Regions from separate parts of the Mus musculus genome. Here region 2 is linked to region 1. A link is a contact called in public promoter capture Hi-C data. All regions are on one chromosome and are shown on one strand. Each heading gives the region's core, a stretch centred on a gene start, on an enhancer-like site or on the middle of the called end of the contact. The rest is flanking DNA. Distances are from core to core; before and after follow the strand shown.

Region 1 (4,370 bases), core at 1,056-3,555:
CTGGCAGCCCACGACTCCTCTAGTCTCTCTGAAGATAAAAACAAACCCGAGATCAGATACTTGGAGAGGAAGGAAGTGCGGAAGCCTGCTGGTCAGTCTTACAGAAACTGGTACGATAACTTCAGCTTCCGGGGCTTTGAAACAAGAGCAACCTGGTCAGGTGAAGCCATCACCCCTTCCTTCATGCATGCACTCATTTCATAATATTTCCTACGATTATCCAGGCTTCTAAGATTATATGATTCTCCTGTGGCTGCTTCTGCAGCACCCAGTAATAAACACAGCAAATATCTCTGTCCTCATAGAGTCTGTTGTCTGTGTAATGAGGGGACAAAGATAACAGAATGTATTAAAAAGTAAAACGAGGTGGCCCAGCCAGCAAAGACACCTGATGTGCAAGCCTGGTGGCCCAAGATCCACGAGAAACTTGCAGAAAGGTGGGAGATGACAGAGTTGTCCTCTGACCTCCCCTCCTGTGCTGTTGGTGTGCCCCCAAGTAAAAACTTAAAAAGTCTTTGAAGTATGTTGTACTGAAAGCAACAGGGAAGGGTGTCTACAGCTTGGGAAAGGCTTTGGTTTTAAACTTTTAAACAGGTCTGATGAAATGACATTTGAACAAAGAAATGTATTATTATTTATTATCATTACTATTATTACTGTTACTACGATGCTGACCATCATTCTTGGCACATCACAGTTATCTCATTAATACTTAAAAACTCCCAGAAATATAGCCACGACAATTCCCATTTTCCAAAGAAAACCGAGGTTCAGAGATCTGCACTGATTTCTAGACACCACAGGGCTCACAAGTGGTAGGACTGGGATTTGAGCCAAGGGTTGCGCGCTTGCATGCTGGTACAGAGAGCCAGGTTTGGGGAAGGGCGCTGAATGGGTGCAAACAGAATCTCTGCTGCTGTACTCAGGAGAGGTTTTACCAGTAGGCTAAAGTACCTGCAGGCTTAGGAAGGAGACCTGTCTTTGGTGGGAGGTGCATTAGTTAGCTGCAGGAGAGGTGGGCCTTGGGGGAGGGAGCACACGACTTCTGCAACTGCTGCTGGGGTTGTCCCAGGGCAGTGTCTTGTGTGAATTTCACCCTGCCACCATGGCAGGACCAGCTGCTCCAGTCAATAAGGGTGGGTCTGGTTCCTGGGAACATTGAAGAGGGCGTCAGAGCAGAGTCCCAGGGCTCCATAGAGGAATCCCCCCAATGCACTGGCTGGAGACCCTGGGGTAGGACCGAGTGGTAGAAAGGGGGATCGTGGGAAAGTTGGACTAGATCCGTGTGCAGCAAAGTGGGGACAGATTAGGACAAACTGAGGGAAAGAGCAAGCAGGCTTTTTTCCCTTTTATAAGAAGCACGGGATACAATCAAGAAAGTCCTCCGGAGGTGTCCTGCGTGATAGCCTGCGCAGAGCTGGAAAACGGGTGTCAGAGAGAGCCAAGGTAGGGGGCGCTGGGTGTACCAAGAAACAGGAAGGAACTTTGACCCTAGGGAAAGAAAACATGCTGTGTGGGGGTGTGGAGGGGTGGGCAAGCTCAGAGAGGAGCTGTGGGAATCTCCAAGAGTGAAGGAGGCAGTGCCCAACGCACTGCAGAGAAAGAACTTGCAAACATAGAGGCAGCTTTAGGCACTGGAGGGCAGGGGCACCCAGTGTGGCCCTGGGATACAACGGGACACAGAGCCTGCAAGCTCAGAGCATGGGGGTGTAGTGTGACTTGCCAGGGCTAGCGCGTTGAGGTCCTGGGTAAGCAATGGGACTAGGAGAAGCCGCAAAGTCCAGAGAACTTGGAGTGGGAGCGTCCGGAGCAAAGAAGCACAAAGTTGGTCTGGGGAAAGCTTGGTTAGTGCTGTGCAGCTGAGCACTGATGGGTCCTGGGCAAGAAGCATGGGCGATGAGAGGCAGAGCCGCCCCCGCATCTCTCCTTTGCAGCTGCTTTTGGTCCCAACCCAACTCACCATGATGGAGAAGACCAAAGCCACGATGTTGACCGGGTACGCTGGGCAGAAACACGAGATAATGGTGAGCCATAGATAGTTACTGGGGGCAGGTATGTCCTCCTCGGTCTTGTCATCTTCTGTATAGGCTTCCGGGCTGCTGCTGTCCAAAGCTCCTTTTGAGTCTGAGCGGGAAGCATACTGAGACATGGGCGAAGTCGGTGACACCGGGAGGGATGAGGAGCGCACGGTTCGTGCAGCCTGGGGCTCTGGCTGTCGACTCATGGCTTGCAGAGGCTCTGAAAAGCTTTCTGCTCCGGGCTCAAGGGAGATGAGACTTCACTACTCCTGCGTAGGTCAGTCCTCTGCCTGCACGCGGCTGGGCTCAGGGACTTAGGCCAAGAGGCGGGGAGCCTCTCTACAAGAGGGAGGGAGGGAGAAAGCGAGTGGGGGAGGAGGAGGAGGGAGCCTGTCACCCGGGGAGGCACAGGAACAGCTGATCCCTCACACCTAGAGACCCTTCTGGGGATGCATGGACCAACTCGCACTGAAAAGTTTGCAAGAAAGGGCGCAGGTAAGGAGGGAGCAAGGCCTTTTAAGTTTTCAATGGGCTGCAAAGGACCTTATCACCGAATCATTAGAAGGAATGAGATTCCCTCTCTATCCAGCTGTTAAAACACTTTATATACACTTCTTTCACTTCCCAGGAGACTGAAATCTCTCTACTTCATAGCCCACGAGAAGACTCTCAGGTAGTTTTGGCTGGTGCGAGCATCCTGGACAGAGAGATGGGATAAAAAGAGAGAGGGGAATTCACTTTAGCCCTGGGGCAAAGAAAGCAGTTATTGTTGGGATGTCAACTATCCCTAAGAAATCAAAACAGAGATGCTCTGCCCAGATGGAGCTTGGTTACAGGAAAGAAAGTCCCCATCACTTTACCCAGTTTCTACATTTGTCCCGCTCCATGCCTCCCCTGGACGTTGCAAGGAGAGCACATTAAATCAGCAAATCTATGTGCTCAATAAATGTTACCTGTTTTCAGGATTCTGGTTTCTTAGAATAGGAACTTAGAGTTAGGAATAGGATTGCTGGGATTTGAACTCAGGACCTTCAGAAGAGTAGTCGGTGCTCTTAGCCGCTGAGCCATCTTGCCAGCCCGGAGTCTTACTTTTCCAGCTCACCAACTGCACCATCAACTTTAACCCACTAGTATCAGCTAAGGGAACACAAACAAACAAAGAAGTTGTTGCCTCGCCCAGACCACTGCCCAGTTTACCAGATTTACCAAACATTGAATGAGTGACTCCTGTATGCACACAATGAATTCTTTAAGTTACCAACTTGTTTAATCCCTACAGCTTGATAAAAGACGTGTGTGTGTGTGTGTGTGTGTGTGTGTGTGTGTGTGTGTGTGTGTGTGTCTATGTGTCTGGTGTCCGCCTATGTGTATGTATGTATGCCTGTGTGAGTACAAGCAGAGGCAGTTAGATCCCTTGGGGCTGGAGCCATAGGTGGCTGTGAGCTGCCTGATGTGGGTGCTGGGAACAGAACTGGGGTCCCCTGCCCGAGCAACAAGTGCTCGAAACTGCTGGAACTTCTCCTCAGCTTCAGTTCCCGTGCCCTCTGTTAGCTAGATGGTGAGGTGTCCATTTCACAAATGTGGAAATTTAGGATGACTTAGGTAAGAAGTCTCGAGTAGGGTCTAGGCAGAGGTGCAGGGGTTTTAAGTAGGGTTAAGATATTTTCTTCAGCGCTTGATGGACGTCTTTGAAGCTTGTTGGCATTGCTCTAGTCTACTTAGCTTATTGGCTGGTCGAAAGTGTAGCCATCATGACTTGAAACATTTAAAACGCAATCGAAAAGCAAGTGCTCACACCAGAAAATATAATGTATCCAGCATGGACTCTTGAGGGATAGGCATTAGCTCGCCCGGCTGGGCTTTTCAGGGCTCATTTCCGGAGCCTCGCTAATTTTCTTTTCAGAGCTCAGTTTGTTGCTCTTGGATGAACCCTACTGGCTGATAGCTTGGAGATGTGGTACCACCTTCACTCTTAAGGGGTCACCCACAGGGAGAGAGCAGCTTCCCAGCAGACCGAGGAGGGGAGGAGTCTGGATCCCAGTGGAGCAAAACATCTTTCTGATCTTTGTCCTGAGGCTTTTTTGTTTTTTTGTTTTGTTTATTTCGCAATAATTTATTTATTTTTATTCAGTTTACATCCCAATCACAGACCCTCCCTTTCCTCCCAGCCCCACCCTTACAGAGCCCTCCCCCTACACCCCCTCCCCTTCTCAGGGAATGGAGAGCACCCCCCCCCATATGTACCACCCCACCCTGGGATACCTAGCAGGCCTAGTCATATCCTTTCCCACTGAGGCTCAACCAGGGAGTCCAGGTAGGGGGAGTAGGGGTGGGGATTTGAGGGCAAGAAAC
Region 2 (4,632 bases), core at 1,392-3,891, 430 kb after region 1:
ATTAAGCCAGTGGAAACCCCAGCAGGCATGTGTTATGAATAAGGTTTACAGGGAAGATAGTGACCTTGCCTGAGCAAGACTGCACAGCTATGAAGGGTGATGCCAGGGTCAGAATTGACAATGACAACAGAATCTTTTACAGATGTCACCAAACCCCCTTATTTTTCAAAGACAGAGAATTAAATTTTGTTTTTTCAGTTTTGTTTTGTTTGTTTGTTTTGAATATCCATTCTGTCCTTGTCCGTGTGTCTGGCTGACATGATGCACCGGCTTCTTCATCCTCCGATGGCTTACATCACTACAGATGGCCAAGTTGGCTGCTCACTTAGTGACCCCGTCTCTCTTCTTGGTTCTTTTCAAATGCAACAAGTGTTGCCCGCCATGGCGGCCTCTGCCTCAGTTAGATTCAGATCTGAACTTTGAAGAATGCTTCGGACAGAGTCTCGAGGTAGCTCAGCCTCAACTGTAACAGGGCACGGAATGGCGGTCGCTTCACGGAACAACAGGGGACCGATGAGGGTCAAGTGCCTGGGACCTAAGGAGCCTCAGAGTGTACGAGCATGTGACAGTAACAGTCCTTATTCTGTCTTGGAGATGTCCTGGCTGCCCACAGGCCAGCCACCGCCTGCCACTGGAGTAGACTGGATGCCCAGCAAGATCTGGAGGTGCCCGATGTCTCTGTTCAATTACCTCCATCTGTGGGTAAAACAGCCCCTGTGTAATGGACTGATTAATCTCCTTATCTCGTGGAGCACACAGTGTAATTACATCAGAGAATTCAGATCCCCAAGTGCAACATCAATCAAATCATAGAGAACAGCTCCCCAACTCCTTCCCCCGGCAGCTTGGGGGGAAAATACATCTTCCTTCTCTCCCCACTTTGATCCTCCTTCCCTCAAAAAAGAGACCTGGACTCATGATGCTGTGCCAATAAATGGCTGCTTGAGTAGCAAGTAAGGAGGGAAGGTGGGCCAGGTCTATTTTTAGCCACCGCTGATATTCTGTGACAGCTGTCACTCTCTTATCAAATAAACCTGGGTGTTGCTTGAGTTTGGAGTGAATGCATGGTAAGGAATAGAACCCTGTTTGTTTAAAAGGGTGTTTAGGGCGAGCACTAAGGACCAAGGCTTGCGGTCACCTCTCACAGAACTCTTACAACTCTTTCTAGGAAGGTGTCACCTCTACTCTCTTCACAAGTCTGCCAGAAAGGCTCTATCATTGGCACCCATTCTGCAGATGAAAACACTGAGGTTTACTGCAGCCAAAGCTTCCCAGTTAGTGAGCAGCATGAGATCCAATGCTGACGAGTTTGACCATGCACCCCAGGCTTCCAGACTCATTTGACTTGTAGACCTCAAGAGCTGTGTTTATACAAAGGGACAGCTGCCTCTTCCAACCCCTCTCTGGGAATGAGTGATCAGCCACACCCATCTGCTAATATCTCACTAAGACTCAGTCATCCACTCATCCGGTGATTTCTGAGTGTCTGCCGGACGAGGGTTGCTGGTGAGATATCAGGAAAGGAAAGCTCTGAGCCTCGTTCCTAAGAGTGATGGGGTGGACGCAGACAAGACCAGCGCTGGAAAGTAGTCACCATGGCAACCACATAGCTGAAACTCCTGCACTCTTGCCATATGCCAAGAGGGCAGACATTAGAAGATGTGATTCTCTTCTCCTCAAGTTCCGAACCCAGAAGAATCCAGTTTACCATGGAAAATTCTCAAGACACCCGCTCGTTACCTCCCAGGGCTGACAGTAGACTGAGGAAAGACTAGAGGGAATTCTCTGGAACACTGAACATATTTTCCACTTGGGGTGTTGTCTTCAGGGTGTCTGTATTTGGGAGGTCATTAGATATATGTGTCTCACTGGATTAAAAAAAAAAAACCCTTTCTGAAAGACTTTGGGCAACTATGAGAAAACAAATGGAGCTTACATGGGTAACATGTAATTTCCTCTGAGTTAAAACGTTCCATCTTGGAGGGAATCCTTCCGGGAAGTTGAAACTTTTTATCCATCAAAAAAGCCCAGCAGGCCCATGAAGAAAACAATTCAAAGGCTTCAGGAAGTCCCTGAAACTGACCAGACTCACGAGGCCCCTCCCTTCCCAAGAAAATAACAAGTAACGATGACTCTCAGAGCAGCTGAGCTGCCGGGATGAGGAAGAGACTAACCGACCTGTCTGGAAGAGACTCAGACCAACTAATTTACTTGCAAAAGATACTTTCCAAGCTGTCAAGCTGCCTGCAGGCAGTGCAGTGGGCTCCAGGTCTCTGGCTTTGATGAGCTGTCACGCATGCTGGGATTTGGGTGATGCAGTCATCTCTGAGTCATATCTGTTCCTGTACGTAACCCCTCACCCATATTCCTAAAGTAACTCCCAAAACCTCATTGGCTCACCAACTGTACTTTGTTAATGTTTTGATCTGTTGTGGAATGTTCATGGCTCCCAGGAATAATATCACAAATAGTCACTAGGCATGTTTCAGGGCCTTATGACTAAAAACACGTTACAGACTGTGAGTTGAGGATTCCATGCTTGGAGGAGGAGAAATGTGTGCGTGGTTGATGCGTCATGCCACAGCGCGATATCATCTACCCTGGAGGCTCCCTCCCAGTCCTGGGGATGACTCCCGCAAGCCTCCTGAGGGAAGTGCTAGCCAAGCACTCTGCAGCATGGGCTCACAGCCCATTCCATGCTCACTGCAGTATCCTTTGCCTCTGTTTCACCTGGGAAGCTCTGATACAAAGACCTCGTGGGCTTTGACATAGCTGAACTCAGGGTGATGTTCCCAAGATGCTCCACTCATCTCTTGCCCCGTGTTCCCATTCCAGGCGCGCGAGAGATACAGGGTGAGTCCAGTCTGACTCTCCTGGCACAGTGGAAGGTTCTGCAAGAGTATGAATGTAAGCAACAGCCTAACCATTCATCATGCTTTTAGGAATCTGGAGAGTGGGATTCACCACGATGACTCGAGGGGAACAATACCTATGTGTTTGCCCATCTGTAGATGTAGAGGTGGCCCCCACCTCCCCACACAAAACAACTTGGGAGAGTTCTGTTTGAAGCAGGGCATGGCCATGTGGGAACCTGAACACTCAAGCTTCTTATTCCTCATGTGAGCTCTGAGGTGCACCCTCAGAACTGTTAGGAGTCTGGAGACACAGATGGACCCCAAGACTCCCCAGCTCTGAAATCCAAGGAGTTGCTAAGTCAGGCTGAGTCTGGTTTGTTCCTAACCAGTCCTTCTTGCTTACAGCCGTGCTAAGCCCAATAGAGAGACGTTGAGCAGACAGGTGTTGGCAGTCAATTAATTTAGGGAGCAGACATATTTTTCTCCTGTGTGAAGAAACTTTTAGAAGGATTGTATCTGAAGATCCATTTTATGTACACTGCAGCAGACTTCCCCCAAACTCCACCTCATTGGGAAGATTTACTGCTCAGACACTGCGCCAACGCCCCACCCCCAGCCCCTGGAACTTAAAGTTTTAACAAGAATCAAGATTGAAGATGGGGGTGTTTGGGATGGGGTGTGCACTTCTCTTTCCAGGCAGCTATTTTATATGCTACATCTGGGGGTGCCGCTCCTGGTTTACCTCGGTCCCTCCCTGGTTCATTTCATCTGCTTGTGGAATCTCTATAGCCATGCTAAGGGTAAGCTTTGTGATTCCTTGGTTTAAAAGATCAATTTCTTCTCTTGTTCTCATAAAATATGAAAATGTACAGATCTCACCTTGGCTGGGGTCACACTCGACCATGACTTAAATGGTCTGAGAAATGTGGGCAGCCTTATAAATATAGGCGCCATAGAAGAAATGAACTGACCTCTATGCAGATGATGCAGGAATGTGCAATCTGTCACTGTTCTGTGCGACTAGATGGGGACCAAGAGGAGATATGAATCTCATTGGCTAGGGATGTGTTCCAAGAACTGTCATACAAGTTAGCACCCCATATCATCTTGTACACAGGAACCATGTTGCCAACCATCAGAGAGTTCTCTATTCCCAGGTCCCCAAATGTTGGCTGAGCCTTGCTCAACTTTAGAGGGCACTAGGAGACTGCCACCGTGCCTTCAGCTACTGACTATTTTTAATCATCTAAGCTTAGTTTCCCCACATGTGTCTGCGGCTCAAGCAGTCTGGGCTACTTCAGAACCAGAGATGAAAGGCCTTCCTATCAATACTGATTCCTCAGCCCTATTGTGCTCTGGTGTTTACCACAGATGCCCCCAATTCCAAGTTATCCAGTGATACTGAGAAAGGTATGAGCATACCCAGAATAATAGGTATACTTAGAGAAAGAGATTCTGATCTAAGAGCATCCTGGCAGAGGATGTACGCAGGCACGTACAGAGCGTGCGTGCATGCGTGCGTGCGTCCATGCGTGCGGGCCAGCGAGTGTTTGTGCTGCATGAGTGGGAGCATGCGTGTATGCGGGGGTGGGGGGAAGCGTCCATGGATGCGGGCCAGCGAGTGTACGACCTGCTGCATGAGCGCGAGTGTGTGTGCATGCGTGCGTGTGTACGTATATATTTACGTTTGTGCGTGCGAGCGATGTTGCATGTGCCATGCTGCAGGTGTGGTAGTCAGAGGACAATTTGTGAGTCAGCTCCCTTCTTCTATCATGTG

The links. Promoter capture Hi-C pulls out the DNA fragments that hold promoters and counts their contacts.
Region 2: a promoter capture Hi-C map of trophoblast stem cells shows a contact between it and region 1, with 4 times the contacts expected there. The contact joins the enhancer-like site here to the promoter of Tmem233 in region 1. A contact is called at or near these places in 11 of 39 promoter capture datasets (the 3T3-L1 cell line, 3T3-L1-derived adipocytes, the SN4741 cell line and 7 more), 1 of 115 datasets of contacts at active chromatin or transcription factors (astrocytes) and 1 of 9 other capture datasets (embryonic stem cells).

The regions. Positions count from the first base shown.
Region 1 is chr5:116,080,962-116,085,331 of GRCm38.p6, forward strand. Tmem233 (transmembrane protein 233) reads right to left here and starts at 2,306. Exons shown (of 3, transcript NM_001101546.2): 1 at 1,961-2,306. The coding sequence starts at 2,149.
Region 2 is chr5:116,506,485-116,511,116 of GRCm38.p6, forward strand. All of the region lies in intron 1 of Srrm4 (serine/arginine repetitive matrix 4), which reads right to left. Among named protein-coding and RNA genes, the nearest start is that of Srrm4os, 70 kb to the left of the region's middle. Within about 2 kb of position 2,642, at least 3 of the 459 cell types and tissues checked have an H3K27ac peak or open chromatin away from gene starts, as enhancers often do. A contact at or near this core is called in trophoblast stem cells, where this site is marked.